Linked DNA regions of Mus musculus: all the other regions are linked to region 2. Evidence: chromatin contacts called from public ChIA-PET, Hi-C and HiChIP or PLAC-seq data. All regions are on one chromosome and are shown on one strand. The core of a region is the stretch at or near the end of the contact, and the rest is flanking DNA. Distances in the headings are between cores, read along the strand shown.

Region 1 (4,367 bases), core at 474-2,973, 360 kb before region 2:
TCCCATGAGTGACAAGTGTTCTAAACCACTGAGCCATCTCTTTATCCCCATTATCTACATTTTTTTCTGGTTAATAGTTATGTATTTATATTTCACTCAGGTTCTGTTGTTGTCGTTTATTTGGTTTTGGTTTTGAGACCCAGGCTGGCCTCAAACTTCCAGAGATCAGTCCCAGAGGAACTCATTAGCCAAACAGCCTAGCCAAAACAGCTCCAGGTTTAGGGAGAGACTCTGTTTCAAAAAAGTTAAATAGAAAGAAATAAAGGAAGCTATTGGTTGTTGATGCTTGGTGTACACACACAAGTGAGCTACCTGCACACATACACGAGCATGTAACACACACATACACACAGAAACACATATACAATAAATAAAAACAAAACTTATATTTTAATATTTCAGAATGCTAAAATATCAGTTGGAAGGAAGTTTATACAATTTGCTCTTTTTCTTTCCTTTCTTTTCTTTCTTTTTTCTTTTCTTTTCTTGTTTTTTGTTTGTTTTGTTTTGTTTTGACAAGGTTTCTCTGTGTAGAACTGATTGTCCTAGAACTCACTTTATAGACCAGGCTGGTCTTGAATTCAGAGATTCACTTGTCCAGATATCCCGAGTGCTGGGGTTAAAGCCTTGCACCACCACACTGAGCTTGATTTGATTTTTTTCCTAGTAAACCTTTTCCTCACTTTTGTGTCAAGCCTTGACCACAAGACATTCTTCTCCAAGCTACTGCCACATCCGTGTACTCGAATACACTAGCTGCCCTAACAAAGATCTTCAAACCTGGGGCCTGTGGAGTACAGACAATGTTCCTCAGGTATGGCAGCCAGACATTCAAGACATGGCTGAGCTTGGTAGAGAATGCCTGTAGTCCGGGTACTCAGGAGGCTGAGGCAGGAGGGTGAGGAATTCAGAGCAAGTTCAGGTTGTATGTATAGACATAAAAATAGTACAGATGCAGAAAGGAGTACTATTAGGGAAAGGAAAGAAAAAGAAAAGGGGAAAGGGAAAGGGAAAGGGAAAGGGAAAGGGAAAGGGAAAGGGAAAGGAAAAGGAAAAGGAAAAGGAAAAGGAAAAGGAAAAGGAAAAGGGAAAGGAAGGTGATGTGAGGGAGGGAAGAAGGGGGAAGGATAGTAATGATTGGATGAATACAGCCATAGGATGTAGTGTGCATGTGTGAAAATGTCTTGACACGGTAGCTCACCAGGCCAGTGTCCTGAAGCTTCATTAGTGCAGCTAGTGAAGGCTGTGACTCTTGGGGCTTCACCATGCTCTAGTAAGCAGTCCCATATCCAGAAGAACACAAAGAGCACACAAACTGGAGTTGATGGGTTACTGAAAAGTTTTTTAAAGGACACATGAAGTTGAGTGTATAGGGTAAGGATATAGGGGTGGATGTGGGTGGGGCTAAGGGGAGGAGCTGGATGAGAACATGGTTAAAATACACTGTGTGAAATTCTCAAACAATTAAGAAAAATAGAGATGAAGAAAATACCATACTGAACATTCATTGTTTCATTTAACCAATATACAGTAATAAAAAAGAAAACAAATTTTCAGCGTGTGGTGCAAACGTTATAATCTTGACGTCTCCTCAAAGTTTGACTACAGAGCAGTGTTAATCACAAGTACGCAGTTTACTAGAGAAAATGTGCACACCACACAAAGGTTTCTTTGTTCTGCTCCTTTGGAGTCTGCACTTGGTCGCTGCTCATCACTTATCTCCGCTTAAGGCATTGCGAATTGTCAACATCCATCCCAAATGACTCAACTGATAACAAACGGCAGGCTGGGAACTGTGTGATGACTCAGAGGAGAAGGTGGGGGTCCGTGAGGAGTAGGCTAGCGTGGTGTAGTTGGCATTGGTCGTTTCAGAGTGCAGAGTGGACTCCAGGCCCACAGGAAAAGTCTCCCGACTTGGTTATGTTTGATATCTACAAAGACCTGCTACATCAAACCAAAGCAAAAGCAACTGCCTTGAATCAGTGGCATGAAGAGCTGGCTTAGGCCAAATGAGCAAGGTCTGTTGGCTTTCAATTCTTGTCTAAAACACTCAGCACAAGAGAAGTCAGAGCCAGTGTCAATTAATTGTCTTGGTGAGGATTGGGGTGACCTAAGCATCCCCCTCCTGTTTTGACATCTGCTCCTTCGTGCTAAATTATCAGGAAGTGGTAAGGAGACTTTTTGTTTCCTTTTCTTTTGTTTTGTTAAATTAATAGCTGCCAGATCCTACCAATCTGCAGATTTAATAATCTAACCTGTCACTATTTTTAAATTCTCCCCATTTATTTGTGCCCTAGGTATAATTACAGATTCAGTAGCCGGGTACAGTAGAATACAGAGAAAATATGCACTACTACTCCGGGCTGTCTTTTTCTCCGTTCCAAAGCAGAGGCTAGTTCAGCTCTAGAAGAAACTGTGGGGTCCACTTGTCTACCTTCTTAGGATTTCAGCTCAGCAGGACGGTGGGCAGCTTCTTTGACCTTCTCTTCCTTCTCTCAGGTTCCTGACTTGGAACAGTTTGAGTAGGAAGAGCTCAATACCTGTTTTTCTCTCTCCACCCCTCTCCTTTCTCTCTGCCTGGCTTCATTGATCTCCCTTCTTTCTTCTTTGTTACATCTGCATCTCTGTCTCTAACTCCATCGTCACAGATCTTCCTTTCTGGAACCATCTCTTGAAGGATGTAATAAAGGACAGTCCTCTACCTGTCCTGAGAGTGACCCTTAGGACTTGCACTGAGTCTGGGCTGCCTCTTCAGGTGTAGGAGAATGGCCTTCTTTATCTCTGAGATGCTCTTAGCATTCATTTATCTCTTGGCTACCTCACAAACAACAGCTTCCTATGAGAACATCTTTACCACTGGAGGCTCGGCCACACTCTGGCCTATTCTATAATCTGGTCAGGAACTTTCAGTCTAGAGATGCTTCTCAGAGACCTGTTGAAATGTCTTGATTATCAATCTACATGTTTTTTAATGCTATCCAAAACTGCACTGGTTTGTATTATATAAAACCAACATTTGAAGTCAACCATGATTATGTGTGTGTCTGTTTGTGTGTCTTGTGTGTTTTTAATCAACCTCATTAAGTTAGTCTGGTTTATATGTAGTAATGGGTTTTTAAGCACAAAGTACAAACTGTCTAAATAATGTGCTTATAATCCATATGTTGTTCAAAGAGATCAAAAACTCTAAGAAAATTGCATGTTGTGATAACTTCTCAGATAAGCTGAGAATTGAGACAGAGTGCTTTACTAGGGGTCTGGGGGAAGTTGAGTTTCACAAACAGGAGGTTGTAAGGCTGGGGGTGGGAGTTTTGTAGGCATTTCTGGTTTGTTGGCTCCTAAGCAAGGGAAGCACTTTTAGGAGAGAATAATGCTAGAAAGGCAAAAATAAAAAGCAAAAGAAAAAGGCCACCCCTTTAAAAAATTGCTTAGACATCTTCAAAGCTGGCTTTTCTTTGGCTTCAGCTAAAATGCTTTGAGACACTTTATTAGAAACTAGTCTAGTTTTTACTCATCCTTTTAGGCAAACTAAAGTAAACTTGCTCATTAGCATGCTGAACAGAGCATGCCCAGAAGTGTTAACATCTACCTTTTTTCCCCCCTTGTTCTCTATGACCTTGAACTGAGCATGCCCAGAAGCACATTTTCCACCATCTTTCTTTTATAGCCATGTGATGTTCAATTTTAAGCCTCAAAATTTGCTGACATCTTTCTGTTCTGAATACATGATCTCTGGGTGACCTTGAGTTGAGCTTGCTTTGTACTTTGCTTTGTACTTTCTTGTATAACTATATTCAGGATTCCTACACAAAATCCTAAGGTTTCCTCTTGATGGGAAAAGCATTGCTTGCAAATTATCTCAATATTCCCTTTGCCTAATGCAGTTTGTAAGTCTTCCTCTACTCTTTTATCTCTTAGTTTCGGCTTTGCATTCATAAGATTAAGAGCCCTTGCTGGGCAGTGGTGGCACATACCTTTAATCCCAGCACTCAGGAGGCAGAGGCAGGCAGATTTCTGAGTTCGAGGCCAGCCTGGTCTACAGAGTGAGTTCCAGGACAGCCAGGGCTACACAGAGAAACCCTGTTTCAAGAAAACAACAAAAAAAGGAGGGGAGGTAGGAGGAGGAGGAGAAAGAGGGTGAGGAAGAAGAGGGAGAGGGAGAGGAAGAAGAAGAAGAGAAGGAGAAATCATTGCATTTGGTTACAAATGGTTAATAATAAAGCCATAACTAAAAGATCCCTGTTCACTTTTCAAAGGCAGCTGAGATGATAGTCATTGTCCTTATGCTTCAAGTATTACAAATCCCTATTTGTGTTTCCTAAAGAAAGGTCTGAAAACCACAGCACACCTCAGAAGTACCTCCTTTA
Region 2 (4,398 bases), core at 1,520-4,019:
TGATTTTGTTTTATGATCCACTTAGCTTAACCACAGCTGTCTGTGTGACCAAGGATTTGGAGTCATCTACTGCAACATGGTCAGCTCACTAGAAGATATGCACGCTGCTTCCCAGGGTCTATCAGGAACCAGCGTTTCAGTAGAGAGAGATAAGACCCCATGAGCCCCTCCCCATCCATGACTGACAGTTGACTGGACCAGTCTTGTGCAGGGCTATTGTAAAAGCAGCTATTGTGAGCTGCTTTTTTATGGTTTCAATGGTTGTGCCCTTCCAAAAGCTGGCAACTCATGGCCTCCCTATCTCACAGCATTCACATTCCTTCTGCCTCCTCTTCTAAAGCAGTCACTGAGGCTAACGGCTTATTTAGAGCTAAACATTCAACACTCACTTATTCTCGGCACCTTGAGGGAAAAAAACAGAAATTATCTTTAATGAAATTTTTCTTTTTATCACAGTGGTTTTGCATAAGCTATCCAACTTAGTCTTCCGACAATCCTACAAAGCAAGCATTGTTTTCCTCATTTCGCTTGTAATGAAATTGAAACCAGGGAAGTTAGTTCCTACAATTAGTATTTACTAGCTGTAAATCTAAACAGCATACTTTATATAGAAAAAAGTCTCAACTCCAGGAGGTCTATTCAACCTCATTCTGGAACCCTTAAAATAATCATGAAATATCTGTCCTAAAAATAACTGAAGAGTGTCATTATTGGAACCAATGATCAATGTTTTCTCTTTAACAAGAGTAATGTAGTTAAACATACATTATTGACTATGCTTACTCAAGAAGGAGAAATTGTCCAAGATCAGTAATTCTACATTTGGCATATCATCAAAATTCTCTGGAGAACACTTAAAAAATATTCCCTGGGCCTTATTCCAAGCTCACTGAGTCAGAGCCTCTGTGAACGTCAGAGATCTCTTTATGTACAACCTCTCAAGGCAGTTTCAAATCTCATCCAGTTACGGAACAAAAAAGCAACGTGACCATTTGAATTTCCAAATTCAGTAGGATGCTTTGCTTCATTCCATCCTAATATACACTGCTGGGCAGGATGCAGCATAGACATTATATCTCCCTTGGATATGGGCACAAACCATTTCAATGGGGGAAGGACATTCAAAGAATCCTCAGTCATCCTCCGTGGTGATTTGAATATTCTTGGCCCATGGAAAGTGGCACTAGTAGGAGCTGTGGCCTTGTTGGAGGAAGAGTGTCTCTGTAGATGGGCTTTGCGGTCTTATGCTCAGGCTCTGCCTAATGTGGAAGAAACCTTCCTCTTGGCTGCCATCAGAGCAAGTTGTAGAACTCTCAGCTCCTCCAGTATCATGCCTGCCTAGACTCAGTCATGCTTCCCACCATGATGATAATGGACTGAAACTCTAAACCCATAAGCCAGCCCCAATTAAATGTCTTCCTTTATAAGAGTTGCCTTGGTCATGGTGTCTCTTCACAGCAATAAAACCCAATTTAAGACATCGTCTTAAGCAAAATAAAACAGGTTTGTACACAGAGCACAAAGGGGGTACATACTGTATCCTCTCTCAAGACTCTAGGCCATTGTGGAAGAGGAGGTGAAGAGTGTAATAGACAAAAGTGGAGGATGGCTACCAGAAAATATACAGCAGGTAGTTGCACATATGAAGTCACAGATATTGTGACCGCATGCACAAGACCTGTGCAAGTGCAAGCCAGACCAAGTTTCAGCATGGAGAGGGAAGTGAAGCACACAATCCCAGCCCTAGCTGTGGAGCAAATGGCAGTAGTTAGCAGCTGGGAGAGGAAGAGACAGTTTTCTCCGAGAGTGAATCCTCCTGATGATTGAAAATGTCCCCCATGCAATGCCAGGAATATTTGGGCAGCTCAAATTGGTCCTGAAGGTTGTTTTTGTTTTTGTGTTTTGTTTTGTTTTGTTTTGTTTTGTTTTGTTTTAAGAATATGAAGTTAGGTGGGAAGAGAATTGGGGTGGATCTAAGAAAAGCTGGGTGATGAGAAAGATTAAAATTCACGTTGTACCAACTCTCGATTCTCAGAGAACTAATAAAAATAAGAGAATGCAAACATCCCTGCTGGTCCTCCTTCTCTCCTCACCTCACTTGGAAAGCACTAGTTGGACAGCATTATTAGCTGAGTCGAATCCTTGAAAATCCATGTGCTGTACAAGAACTCATAGTGGCTACAAGCACAAGACCACAAGACTTGTACAAGAACAATCCGGCATGGATAAGGGGAAGGCTTGTCAAGCCCCACTCTTTCTCAGAAATTCTAAGCCATTGATGGATGCTGAGAGACGGGGAGTACTAAATAGACTCCATGGGGAGAGGGGCATGAAATCATGAATGAAATGTTGCAGGGGTAATGGGAGAAATTGGGGGAGGAGAGAAGGAGGACAGATTTGATCCAAACGTATTATATGTGTGTATGAATATTAAATAACTTTAAAGAAAGAAAATCAGTATACTAATCCTTATCCCCCATGTATCTCAGAATGTGGTCATGGGAATCAGCCTTTGCACATTAAAAGATGAGATCCTGTGGGAGTAGCGTGCGCCCATAACCAAGCATGGTGGATGTATTTAAAGGAGAAAGAAACTTTGACACAGACCTCCACATGAAAACAAGTCCGGAGTGGAAGACACTCCTCTGAGTCAGGAGTTACAAGGATAACCACAAATTATCAGAAGCCAGGCAGCAGCTGTGGTACAGACCTTCCTCACAAGTCTCTCCACACAATGAGATAGTAACTACATTTCTGTTGTTTAAGCTGTGCAGTGTGTGGTTTATCACACCACGCTTAGAAGCTAACACAGGAAGTACTTGGGTGGTTAGAATCCTCGTTACCATCTGAAGCAAAGGATGAAAACATAAAAAAATTTCATCACTACCAAATTTTTAAAAACAACTGGGGAGCACACTGAGAAATTACAAGCATCTCTATAGTCAATGGACTCAGACAGCTAGTGCTCAGGTCAGACTTGTGGTTTAAGCTCTGAGGAAAACATACCAGAAGAAAGAAAGGAAAGGAGAGAGTGTAGGAGGGAGTGAGGGACGGAGGGGGATAGGAAGGGGAAGGGGAAATAGAAATCAAGCAGGAAATGATATATATTACCATTAATCTTTTTCTTCCTAATATTTACTCTCTATATACTAGAAATGCATGCACACTCCTAGTGTGATGCCCTGGTATCCCTGGGCTTCCAGGATTGTGGCCTTCCTCCTTTCCTCCTGCTGTCTACTCAACCATGAAGAAGCAGCCATATCTTGGTTACATAGCTGATGTCAGATGATGAAGACGTTCCCAAAAGAACTTCACCTCAACATACAGTTTTATGAACACCATGCTTGTTGAATTAAAAATATTTCAGAGCATGAAGGGTTCCTGAGACATGTGTCATGTCCTCCCTTAGACACATATAGGTCACAGCCTTAGCCTCATGTCCACAAGTCTGGTTGGCAAGTACTTTGGGATTATTTACCCTCAAATAATACTCTTACTTTCCAAATTGTAATAAAAAACGTTTGTAAAGCCACCATTTCGTGCATATTTTAATTATTCACATTATATAATCTGTTTTGGGTTTACATCCTTGACTTTTATGAAGCAAGGATCAGATGTGTGACCATTAAAATCATCTAAGAGTGTAAACAGATTGTGTCAACGTGACTAATGCTCAACCAATTTTGTAACATTTCCGAATGTTTTGGAATATTTGATAACTTAATCCACCAAAGATCCATATATATTTTCTTTCATTTTGTTGTTTCATGCTGTGTTTTAAAGGCAGTCAACAGGAACTCTTCACTACAGGAATCTACAGAATTGACGATTTGGTCTCAAGTGGAGGCACAGAGGGGAGGTTGTATAAACCTTGGAACTTGGCTTCAAGTCTGACGTCACAACCATGACAAGACTTCAGTCCAGAACACTGCACTTGTACACAGTATGCTTCCTTGTGCAAGAACAATTCAACAGAACAGTCGATAACAGAACAATCTACAGAAACAATTTGGAATTATGCCACAGATTGAACATGCCATCTACCAAACAAAGCAAGCCTCCCCGTGGAGGAACGCAGGCCATTTGTATATGAGGACAGTTAAATCAAACATAATTACACTCTTTTTCACTGTGACTGATTCATCATTGCTTATCTACAAAGCCACAGGACAGCCATGGAGAAATTCTGTTATGTATTATTACCCAGATGGTTTTATGGGGAAAGATGAAGCCAGATTCCTTGGTTCCAGTCCAATTTGTGATCTGGGTTGGTTCAAGATGGTTAGAAGTATCTACAGCATGGCCTTCATCTTTTCAGCCTCAACTCCCACAGCAAAACCCTCCTCCTCTAAACTAAGGATTCTTTTAAAAAGAAAAATATGCACAAATATTTCCTGT
Region 3 (4,300 bases), core at 1,675-4,174, 320 kb after region 2:
AAAAATGTGAATTATCTGGTATCATCCCAAACCCACTGCAGTGGAAGCCGTGAATTTCTCCTGGGTGGATTCGGTGATTCTGACGCACATTCAGGACTTCGGATCAGCATGGCCTGCAGGTGGACAGCAAACATTCAGGGTGTTTGTTTGTTTGTTTGTTTGTTTAAGGTTTTTGTTTGTTGCACATTATTAGAGCTTAGAGAGAAAGAGGAGACAGCAGAATAAGGGAGAAATATACAGTATAGCCATCAAACCATAAAACACTTCTTTTTAAGATCTCGTCCTTTACAGAAGCATTCTCTTCCCTGTGCAGTGCATTACAACCCAAAGTTGCATCTATTGCATCCTGCCACAGAGAAAATACCTGACTTAGGAAATTATAAACATAAGTAAATAAAAACTGAGAGTGAGCCGGGCAGTGGTGGCTCACACCTTTAATCCCAGCACTCGGGAGGCAGAGGCAGGCGGATTTCTGAGTTCCAGGCCAGCCTGGTCTACAGAGCGAGTTCCAGGACAGCCAGGGCTACACAGAGAAACTCTGTCTTGAAAAACAAACAAACAAAAATCTGAGAGTGACATAAAACATAGAGTTGTCATCTAAGATGCATTTGCCAAACTTATGAGTGGAAGGAGAAATGTATGAACACAGCTACAATATGCATTCTGAAATATCTTTAGAAATATGTTTTCACCCAGACAGAAATTTTGATAGTGACACAATTATTTTCTTCCGTAGCTTAAGCTAGCAATAGACCACAAATGATAGTAAAATGACTGGGCTGTACTTTTTTTTTTAAATTAGATTATGTCTGTCCTCCACACTTATTACTTTGACACATACGAGGGGGGAATATAAGACTGTATAGCAAAATAACTTGGAGAAATAAGAATATTATGAATTCCCAAGCCATGTACATACCAATGTACAAAACCACTAAAGAAATGATAAGTGTTTTTCTACTTAAAAGTTCTTCCTTTTCTTTTTTAAGAATCATAAAACATAACTGTACCTCTTCAGAACTCTGTGAAGGAGGCTGTGAGATCAATCATCTTAGCAAGGATTCAAGAGGCTCAGGAATGGAAACCCTTCCATTTAGATGCACAGAGTAACACCCAGACAGACTGCTGTCCCTTGAGAGGTGAGTCCTTCCTAGATGTTTGTCATAGACTTGGTAAGTACTTATTGTTAGTGCACAGAAAGTTCATTACAGACTCTACACATAAGTATTGGCTTCAAATGTGTATTAAGTTGCAAGAGACTTGTAACCATGCAGCAGTGTGTCACAGTAACTTTCTGCTTTCTTCTTATTTTAAAGAAACTGTTGTAAACCCTTAGGAGCATGCTCTGAAATGTCTTCATAAAGATTAAACGATATAGCTAATTTTAAGAAGCATCGTTTCAAACACCAGATAAAGTCTTGAAACTCAGCTTGCTTCAACAATTTAATAAAATTATGACTCATTTCAGTAAGAACATGCTTTTTTAGTAAGAAAAAAAAAGCTTTCTGAGCTATGTTTGAACCCCTAAAGCACTTGGGACACTCACACACCCAGTCAGCACAAGTCTTGAACTCCTAAAAGATTAAAGGCAAAATAAATTGGTGTGTATTGAGAATGAAAAGAAAAATCCCCAAGGGTACTGATTTATAAACAGAAGTAACACTGAAAGTCCCCTGAAATCCCCCAATCACCAATCCTTATAAATTCAGCACTTTGCACATCGCTCCTTTGGGAACCTGTAGTTAAAGTTACAGGGATACCTTCGCTGACTTGTGGCTGGTAAACTCTTCAAATTACACCCAACAGGGTCCTTACTGTTTAGCTCAATGGTTCTCAGCCTTCCTTTAAAGGGTCTCAGCTGCGACCCTTTAATACAAGTTTCTCATGTGGTGGCCCCAAACATAAAATTATTTTCATCAGTATTTTATAACTGTAATCTTGCTACTTATGAATCATAATGTAGAGATCAGATATATATCAAACGTACAAGATAACAGTCGAGCAATCCCAAGTGGGTCGGGACCCACAGGTTGAGAACCAGTGGTATGGGTTTGGTTTAAAAAAAAAATGAATCAGGAGTGCACAAGTTCCTGAGAACTGCTAGGGGTTGTTTGTTTGGGATCCAGTAGGTTTGTCCAGCAAGTGTTTGACGCAGGACCCAGGACCCGAGCGCACTCTGCAGAGGCAGAAGTGCGTGGTAGGCACCTCCTAGGGTGGGTGGGCCCGGCGTGTGTCTAAGTGAGGGAGGAAGGGCTTATGACAAAAAGCCGGTGGTGTGTGGGCTGCAGGATCTGGGAGGAGATTGAAAAATGAGCCCGGGGCTCGATCTGTCAAAGGCTGTAGCCACAGGGCTGACTGTATTTAAGTATCCTTTGTCGCTTACCAGTGAATTAAAGATGTCCCTTTAAAATTAAAACATGAAAAACTGGACCTAGTCAAAAATCGTTGGGGGTTGGGGAAGTACGCTCACTCTATTCAACCGATCATCCCTCACACTCTCTGCTCCCGGGTGTGTTGAAGTCGGGGCGCAGTTGAAACCCTGAAGGCAGAAGTGTGTCACCCAACCCCATCGAGGTGCCCTTGAATGGAAGCGCTGCTGATTCGGGCTCGGGAGCCCCGGAGCCTACGGAGAGGAGCGACCGCGTAGCCCCGAAAGCGGTAACAGCGGGACCCGGTGTGAGCCGGCGCCACCCGGCCACGGAGCGGGGTTTGCGCAGGAAAAGGCGCCACCGCGGCCCCGGCCGCCCCTCCCCAGCCCGGGCTCCCCGCCCGCCCGCCGTCCCGGCCGCGCTGCGCGCCAGGAGCAGCTCCGCGGCGCGAGAGGCGAATGGGAGCGGCGGCCAGGCGGGCTGCAGCTCGGGCGACCGCGGAGGCGGCGGGCAGGGCGCGTGCGCACTGCAGGGGCGCCAGATTTGGCGGGAGGGGGAGTGTCCAAACCTCTTTGTTTGATGGCATCTGTTTACAGAGTTACACTTTAATATCAACCTGTTTCCTCCTCCTCCTTCTCCTCCTTCTCCTCCTCCTCCTCGGTGACCTCCTTCTCCTCCCCTTTCTCCGGAGAAACTTCGCCCCGGCGGTGCGGAGCGCCGCTGCGCAGCCGGGGGAGGACGCAGGCAAGGCGGAGGGCAGCGGGAGGCGGCAACCGGTGCGGTCCCCGGGGCTCTTGGCGGAGCCCCGGCCCGCCTCGCCATGGCCCGGAGACCCCGACACAGGTAATGGGGAGGCTGAGAGGGCGGCCTCGGGCTAGGGCGCGCGGGGATCCAGGCATCCCGGAGCAGGTGGGAATGCCTTCCCTGTTGGTTTGCGGGGCTGTCAGCCAGTGGCAGAAGACACTCGGGAGAAGGATGAATGGAAAACTCTGCGAGAAGCGCACGGGTATAGTGGGAAGCATGCCCTGAGGCTCTTTTTTATTTTATTTCCCTTTTTCTTTCTTTTTTCTTTTTCTTTTTGCAAGTTGCTCGGGGATTCGTTTCTCTTTGGGGGGTGGGGTGGGGGGGGGGCTCGGCACTCTTCAGCCGAGGACTGAACGGTTCCATCAGACCCGAGGAGCCCACCAGGTGTTTGGCTTGATGCCCCGAGTGTCGGCGAGGGAGTCGCAGCCTAATTGCTGCATGCATTGAGGTGTGTTTGCACTTGAAGAGCATATGGCAGATATAGGGAAAGGCCGGGTTGTTTAGTAGCTGCAGGTAGTTCATTTAAATTTCATTCATTCATTATGGAGGCGAGAGAGGTGTCAGCTGACAGGCAGGCAGCTGCAAAGATTTTAGGGGGACAAAATGGGTTTGCAGATTGTTTTAAACCCAGCCGTTTGAAGATTCTTGTACTTGTTATGGAAGAAGCTTTTGCAAACACTGCACGCGCCCGCGTCGCACATGTCACCGCACCGGCCGAGATGATGCGTGCACTCTCTTTCCATTTTGGCCCCACCTTCGGGAAGAGGGATCCTCTCGGAACTGTCAGTTGCTGGCGCTCAAGTCCGGCCCGACTCGGGGTTTCCCGAGGACACGCCGGGGCTCCCAGAGAGCAACAGATGCGGGGCTTAGCTCGGTGGCGGTCGCCACTCGGCGCAAAGTGCTGGAGGCAGGCGGCACCCAAGGCAGCTGCAGTGCACCCCGGGCGATGTCGCCGCTCTTCTCCTGGGCCGCGCACACGTGGAAGCAGCTGAGGTCGCCGCTGCTCCCAGCACTCTGCTCCAGCTGCTTTTGGTGGCCCGCCTCTGGCAAAGCCACCGACCGACCGACCCTAAGGAAGATTCGGGGGGGGGGGGGGGAGTCCGCGGAGACACAGTCTATCCGCGCCC
Region 4 (4,728 bases), core at 1,339-3,838, 500 kb before region 2:
TGATTGTGATAGATTGATATGTCTTCAATAGAAATTACATTTTATAAAAAAAAAAAAACGTGATGTTTTCCTGGCCAGCAATGTATAGACAGATTGTTCCTCGTGATAGTTACTGTAGGCTAACATAAATATTGGTAGAGCAGGCAAACCAAATAATAATGTATGGTAGGTTGTGTGCGCTAAGTGCTTCCTGACAATATGCTGTGTGTTTTATTGGGATGACCCTTCGTTGTAAGTAGAATAATACCTGTACTGTATAAAAACATTTTCAGTGAATTTTGGGAACCAGACAACACAGCCATTGTAGAATACTGTCAGTTCATCCCCCAGTCAAACAGCAGAAATAACAAGTAAGTTTAGGAAGAGGAAAAGGGAAGATACATTCCTGAGCCCCACAAAGGCAGAACAGATCTTGCTCCATTTGTAAAGCCACCGAAGGCTGACCCCTTGGTTTACTCAATCTGAGGGAACGTGAGGGGGCTCCTCTGTGAGTAGCTAAATTGGTTCTGTAGTCACACATGCATCTGGCAGTGGGGTAGTCATGAGGCTGGGATTTAATGTCAAACAACTCAAATGCTGCATAAGCTTGACTCTCAGCACCTTCCAGCAGAGGCGTCTGAAAGGACACTCACCGGACCCTGGAGCAAGTACCCTGTCCTCTGTCTAGAACTGCGCATGCCTTGCTGAGATAGAGCAAAGTTCTTTCCTGCATTCCAAATCCTGGCTTTAGAATTCCACTGGTTTTCCCAGCGTTTGTTTGTTTGTTTGTTTGTTTGTTTGTTTGTTTTTGAGATGGGGTCTCACATAGCACAGGCTGGCCTTAAGCCCACTGTATAGGTTAAAATGGCTCTGAATGCCAGTCATGCTGCCTCTGACTTCTTAGCGCTAGGAAAACATGGCCTTACCACCACACCTAGCCCAGAACCCAACACTCCCTATTAAGGATGCTAAAAAGTCAAGAAAAATGTGTTCCTGTCTTTCTGGTTCTGGTAGCCAAGAGTACACGGAAGAATATGGGGTTCCACATGCAAGGAATAATGTGGGAGAGGTTGCTTCAGTCCAAAGGAAAACCTAGAATCTGAGTTTACAACCTTCCCCTGTCAATTCCTTGTTTAACAGCTTAAACATTAAAAGCCAAAACAAAAAAACAAAGTGAGCTATTTTATCTAAATGAACAGGCAACACCTAGTGTGATCTCCGGCTGCAGGACTTGGGTCCCACAGCATGTGTCACAGTGTGCCTGTCTGTGTCTCCAGGATCCTTGTCACTCTTGTGTTTGGAGCCCTAGATAATAAGGCTCAATAAATGATGAAACTTTAAATTTCAAGAGAAAAACCCCACTAAAGGTCCAGTAAGGAACAACATAGTGAAAGCATCAATAAAGCAAAGTATAGGGCTCTTTTGCTCACAGCAAAGGGAAATGTGGGAACTGTCCTATAAAAGCACAATTCTTCCTCCACACATACACACTGCCCACTAAGAACATGTTGCACCATTAACTCTGTTGCATTACCTCCTTGAATACATGCATTGCTCACAGTCTATTATTACAGTTCCGTTCTTGCTAGTGGAAGAAATGAAATCACCCAGGGGGTAGATAGTGGCAGGAAGCTGCTGAGGCGGAAGTCCGGAATCTGTGGCAGAGGCAGGAGGTCTTATTCTCAAGTTCACCACTTGAACCACAGCAAGTAATGCAGAACTCAACTTGGCTGCTTCCTGCTACTCTGGGCATGGCCCACTGAAAGAGACATGCTTCAGGAAAAGGAGAGTGCCTGTGGCTAGCAGTTTCCAAATGTACCATGTTATCTGAACGTGCCAGCCCATGCCTGTAATGCCAGTACTTGGAAGACTGAGGCTGGAGATCGTCATGACTTTGGATCAGTTTGAGACCTTGGATGACAGTAGGACCTTGTCTTACAGGCACACACACACACACACACACACACACACACACACACACACACACACACACACTCGCACGCAGGTGGAAGTGATGGATGTCTGTTTTGAAACGTTTGAGTCATAGAAATAGATGGTATAGGAGCAGCATATGAAAAGTGGAACACACCTCTGTCCTTCTGATGGATTTTCTTCACAAAATCTTCAAAATGAAGCACACTCCTCCACTTCAAGTTTTGGTGAAGGCTAACCAAATTAATTTGTCCAACATACGTTTAGTTGTGCCTGTGCCATATGCAAAGAACTCTTAGGAACTGAATACCCTGGGGATTATCTTAAAGGGAAGTGGGAGATAGCTAAAAACTTGGTGATTCTAACTTAAGACGTCCATCTTTCCTCCCCTCTCTTTTCATGATGCTTTGTTGTACTTGGCAAAGGGAACACTGAGTTTGCAAGGAGCCTTTCACTTGTCAGCGTTAAAAAACTCCCCGTTATGCATTAAGTTAATCAATCAAGACTATCAGCGGCTATTGTCATATTGAGGTCATCGGTGGTCAAATTTCAACTTCTACAAAGCAAAGTAGTCTGAATCAGAGTTGATAAGAGAACTGATTTTGTGGCTGAGGTATGCTCCGCCTCCTGTGTGTGATAGGGTGTTGACAGCTCCCGGTGTGTGGGGCTCACACAGGAAGCCACACCTGTGAGCCCCAGAGTGTCATAGCTACAGAGTGCTTGGGAGCTGCTGTCTGCACTCTGCAGTCCACCCCACATTCTTCTCTAGATTTTTCCATTCTTTCCACCCCCTCTTCAACAGTGTTCCCTGTACTGTGAAGGGCATGTTAGAGACACCCCATTACAGCTGGGCATTCAACATTCATTTATATGTGTACCTTGACCAGTCACCGCTGATCACTGCAGAACAGAACCTCTCTGACCAATGCCAATAGTAGTAGCACTCTATGGCCACAAACACAGTTATAGAGAAGGCAATTTGGGAGGCATATCATGTCCACTTAGAAAATATAAAAACTCTCTCACTAGGCCAAATAACCTCACAAGCCACAGGCTTTCAACTAGGTTTATAATACCAGAAGTCAGTTTCTTCTTATGGACCCAGGACCAAATCCAATCAAAGAACAGCTGGTTACCCCCATAACAAACCTGACTAACACATTGCACCAGCAGGCTCACCTTGAACAACGCGTCCACAGCTGAGTAAGACTTACTGAGAATCCTCCCCTGGCAGCCTGCATAGCACCTTCTGGAATTCTGAGGGCTGACCAGCAAGGAGGAAAATTCCAGTCCAGTTCCAGCTTGACTTTCCCTGTCCTATGATCAAGGCATGTGGTGTCTTATCAATGGGGTATTACCGTCTAGTTCTGGTCAGCAAATAGCAGCTTGGACAGTTGCCTGTGTTACTTTGGGCTCTGCAAGGTCTTTCCTGGCTAATAACTTATAGCAAGGCAGCCCACATCTGGAACTGAGATTTCCATTTAATAATACATTAATTTTTTTCCATCTATACAAAGTAACTCGATGCACTCTTTTTGAGGAACTTTATTGTTTGATTTAATTACCAAGTGTATTTTTTTCTGGTTTTTCTTACACATCACTACTGTGGATTACGTCTCTCCTCTACACCCCCCCCCCATCACCCTGGCTCCCCTTCCCAACGCGTTCCCTCCCACCCAGGGGGCCCCTCTTCCATTTTCATGTCACATTTATTCTACAGCCAACACAGACACATACATACACACATACTATCACACATGGAAGCACACACGTAACCACACAGAGACACACAAACATAGAAACACATGCAAACCACACACATAGAATTCTGAAACAAAATAGAACATTAACTTTTCTCCTCAGGAAAAAAATACCCTCAGTTTTGACTGTGGCTCTTAAATTTTCCCTTCAAAATAATCTAGCTGTGCCCAGAAGTTTATGTCTATAATCCCAGAGATTGGGAAGCCTACACAGGACAATGGCCGGGCGTTTGAACATAGCCTGGATGACACAACAACACCCTGTCTCAAACAGCAAACAAATGAGCACTCGAAACTAAATCTAGACATTTTGACAGATGTAAGGGTTAAAGCAGCTTGTGATAAGCAGACTTGAAGAAATGCAGGAAGAGTTTCAGGGAGCCATTCTCTTACCTGGCAAGCAAGTGCCCGGATAAAAGTGTGGTCCTCAAGGCTGCTCTATGGTTTGATCATTGCCTATCGTCACTGGCTTCTCAGCACAGAGAACGCTATCATAGTTGCCAATAGTAGCACTGGGGAAAGCACACTGTGAACTTGGAGGGAGACTCACTCTGTGTCGAAATCCTAATTTATAGTCTATTCCAGACCACAGGGCCGGCAACTTAAAACCAATGTGTACAAAAAAAGCAAATGGTGCGCACAAGTTTCAGTCTACCGTGACAGCAGAAAGGAGTTTGAACTTGTGTAGCCTGTTCGCTCGTCTGAGTGAATGCTGAGAAGGTGTGAAGGACTCCAGCCCCAGAGAAGAGGGTGGACTTGAAAGCGGGCTGATTCGATTCTTCATTTCTACTCCTCTTTCTCCCTCTCCCTCCCTCCCCTTCTACCGTCTTCCCATCCTTCCTTCTTCCTGAGATGATTTGCTCTTACCATGAGGTCACGCTGCCCTCAAGCTTGTGGTAACTGACCCCCTGCCTGCAGGGATTACCACATGACCCTCAACATGTGGCTCTCTTCCTTACACTCCGTGTGAAGACTGAAGCACTTATAAATCCTAAACGTAACACCGAGACAAAACAGTACGTTTGTGTCTCTCCAGCAGCTGCACATGGCAGAGAAC

The links. A called contact is a pair of places that touch in the nucleus more often than the background predicts. ChIA-PET counts read pairs in DNA pulled down with a chosen protein or histone mark. HiChIP or PLAC-seq counts read pairs in DNA pulled down with a chosen protein or histone mark.
Region 1: a contact with region 2 is called in a Hi-C map of the G1E-ER4 cell line, with 2.3 times the contacts expected there. The contact joins two enhancer-like sites. A contact is called at or near these places in 6 of 484 Hi-C or Micro-C datasets (the G1E-ER4 cell line, bone marrow-derived macrophages, embryonic fibroblasts and 2 more), 6 of 115 datasets of contacts at active chromatin or transcription factors (CD8 T cells, embryonic fibroblasts, embryonic stem cells and 1 more) and 1 of 9 other capture datasets (embryonic stem cells).
Region 3: an RNA polymerase II ChIA-PET map of memory CD8 T cells shows a contact between it and region 2, with 24 read pairs. The contact joins the promoter of Myb here to the enhancer-like site in region 2. A contact is called at or near these places in 1 of 39 promoter capture datasets (pre-B cells) and 2 of 115 datasets of contacts at active chromatin or transcription factors (large pre-B cells and memory CD8 T cells).
Region 4: a contact with region 2 is called in a BATF HiChIP or PLAC-seq map of CD8 T cells, with 6 read pairs. The contact joins two enhancer-like sites. A contact is called at or near these places in 1 of 15 datasets of contacts at CTCF or cohesin (the NIH/3T3 cell line), 3 of 484 Hi-C or Micro-C datasets (CD8 T cells, bone marrow-derived macrophages and nephron progenitors), 10 of 115 datasets of contacts at active chromatin or transcription factors (CD8 T cells, double positive thymocytes, embryonic basal ganglia and 3 more) and 3 of 9 other capture datasets (adipose tissue, liver and pancreatic islet).

What each region holds. Positions count from the first base shown.
Region 1 is chr10:21,836,832-21,841,198 of GRCm38.p6, reverse strand. All of the region lies in intron 3 of Platr6 (a long non-coding RNA gene), which reads left to right. Among named protein-coding and RNA genes, the nearest start is that of Platr6, 19 kb to the left of the region's middle. Within about 2 kb of position 1,723, at least 53 of the 459 cell types and tissues checked have an H3K27ac peak or open chromatin away from gene starts, as enhancers often do. A contact at or near this core is called in the G1E-ER4 cell line, where this site is marked.
Region 2 is chr10:21,477,967-21,482,364 of GRCm38.p6, reverse strand. No RefSeq gene overlaps it. Among named protein-coding and RNA genes, the nearest start is that of Gm33892, 91 kb to the left of the region's middle. Within about 2 kb of position 2,769, at least 46 of the 459 cell types and tissues checked have an H3K27ac peak or open chromatin away from gene starts, as enhancers often do. A contact at or near this core is called in CD8 T cells, the G1E-ER4 cell line and memory CD8 T cells, where this site is marked.
Region 3 is chr10:21,159,608-21,163,907 of GRCm38.p6, reverse strand. It overlaps Myb (myeloblastosis oncogene), which reads left to right and starts at 2,924. Exons shown (of 16, transcript NM_001198914.1): 1 at 2,924-3,212. The coding sequence starts at 3,190.
Region 4 is chr10:21,973,396-21,978,123 of GRCm38.p6, reverse strand. All of the region lies in intron 3 of Sgk1 (serum/glucocorticoid regulated kinase 1), which reads right to left. Among named protein-coding and RNA genes, the nearest start is that of Gm34267, 83 kb to the left of the region's middle. Within about 2 kb of position 2,588, at least 27 of the 459 cell types and tissues checked have an H3K27ac peak or open chromatin away from gene starts, as enhancers often do. A contact at or near this core is called in CD8 T cells, where this site is marked.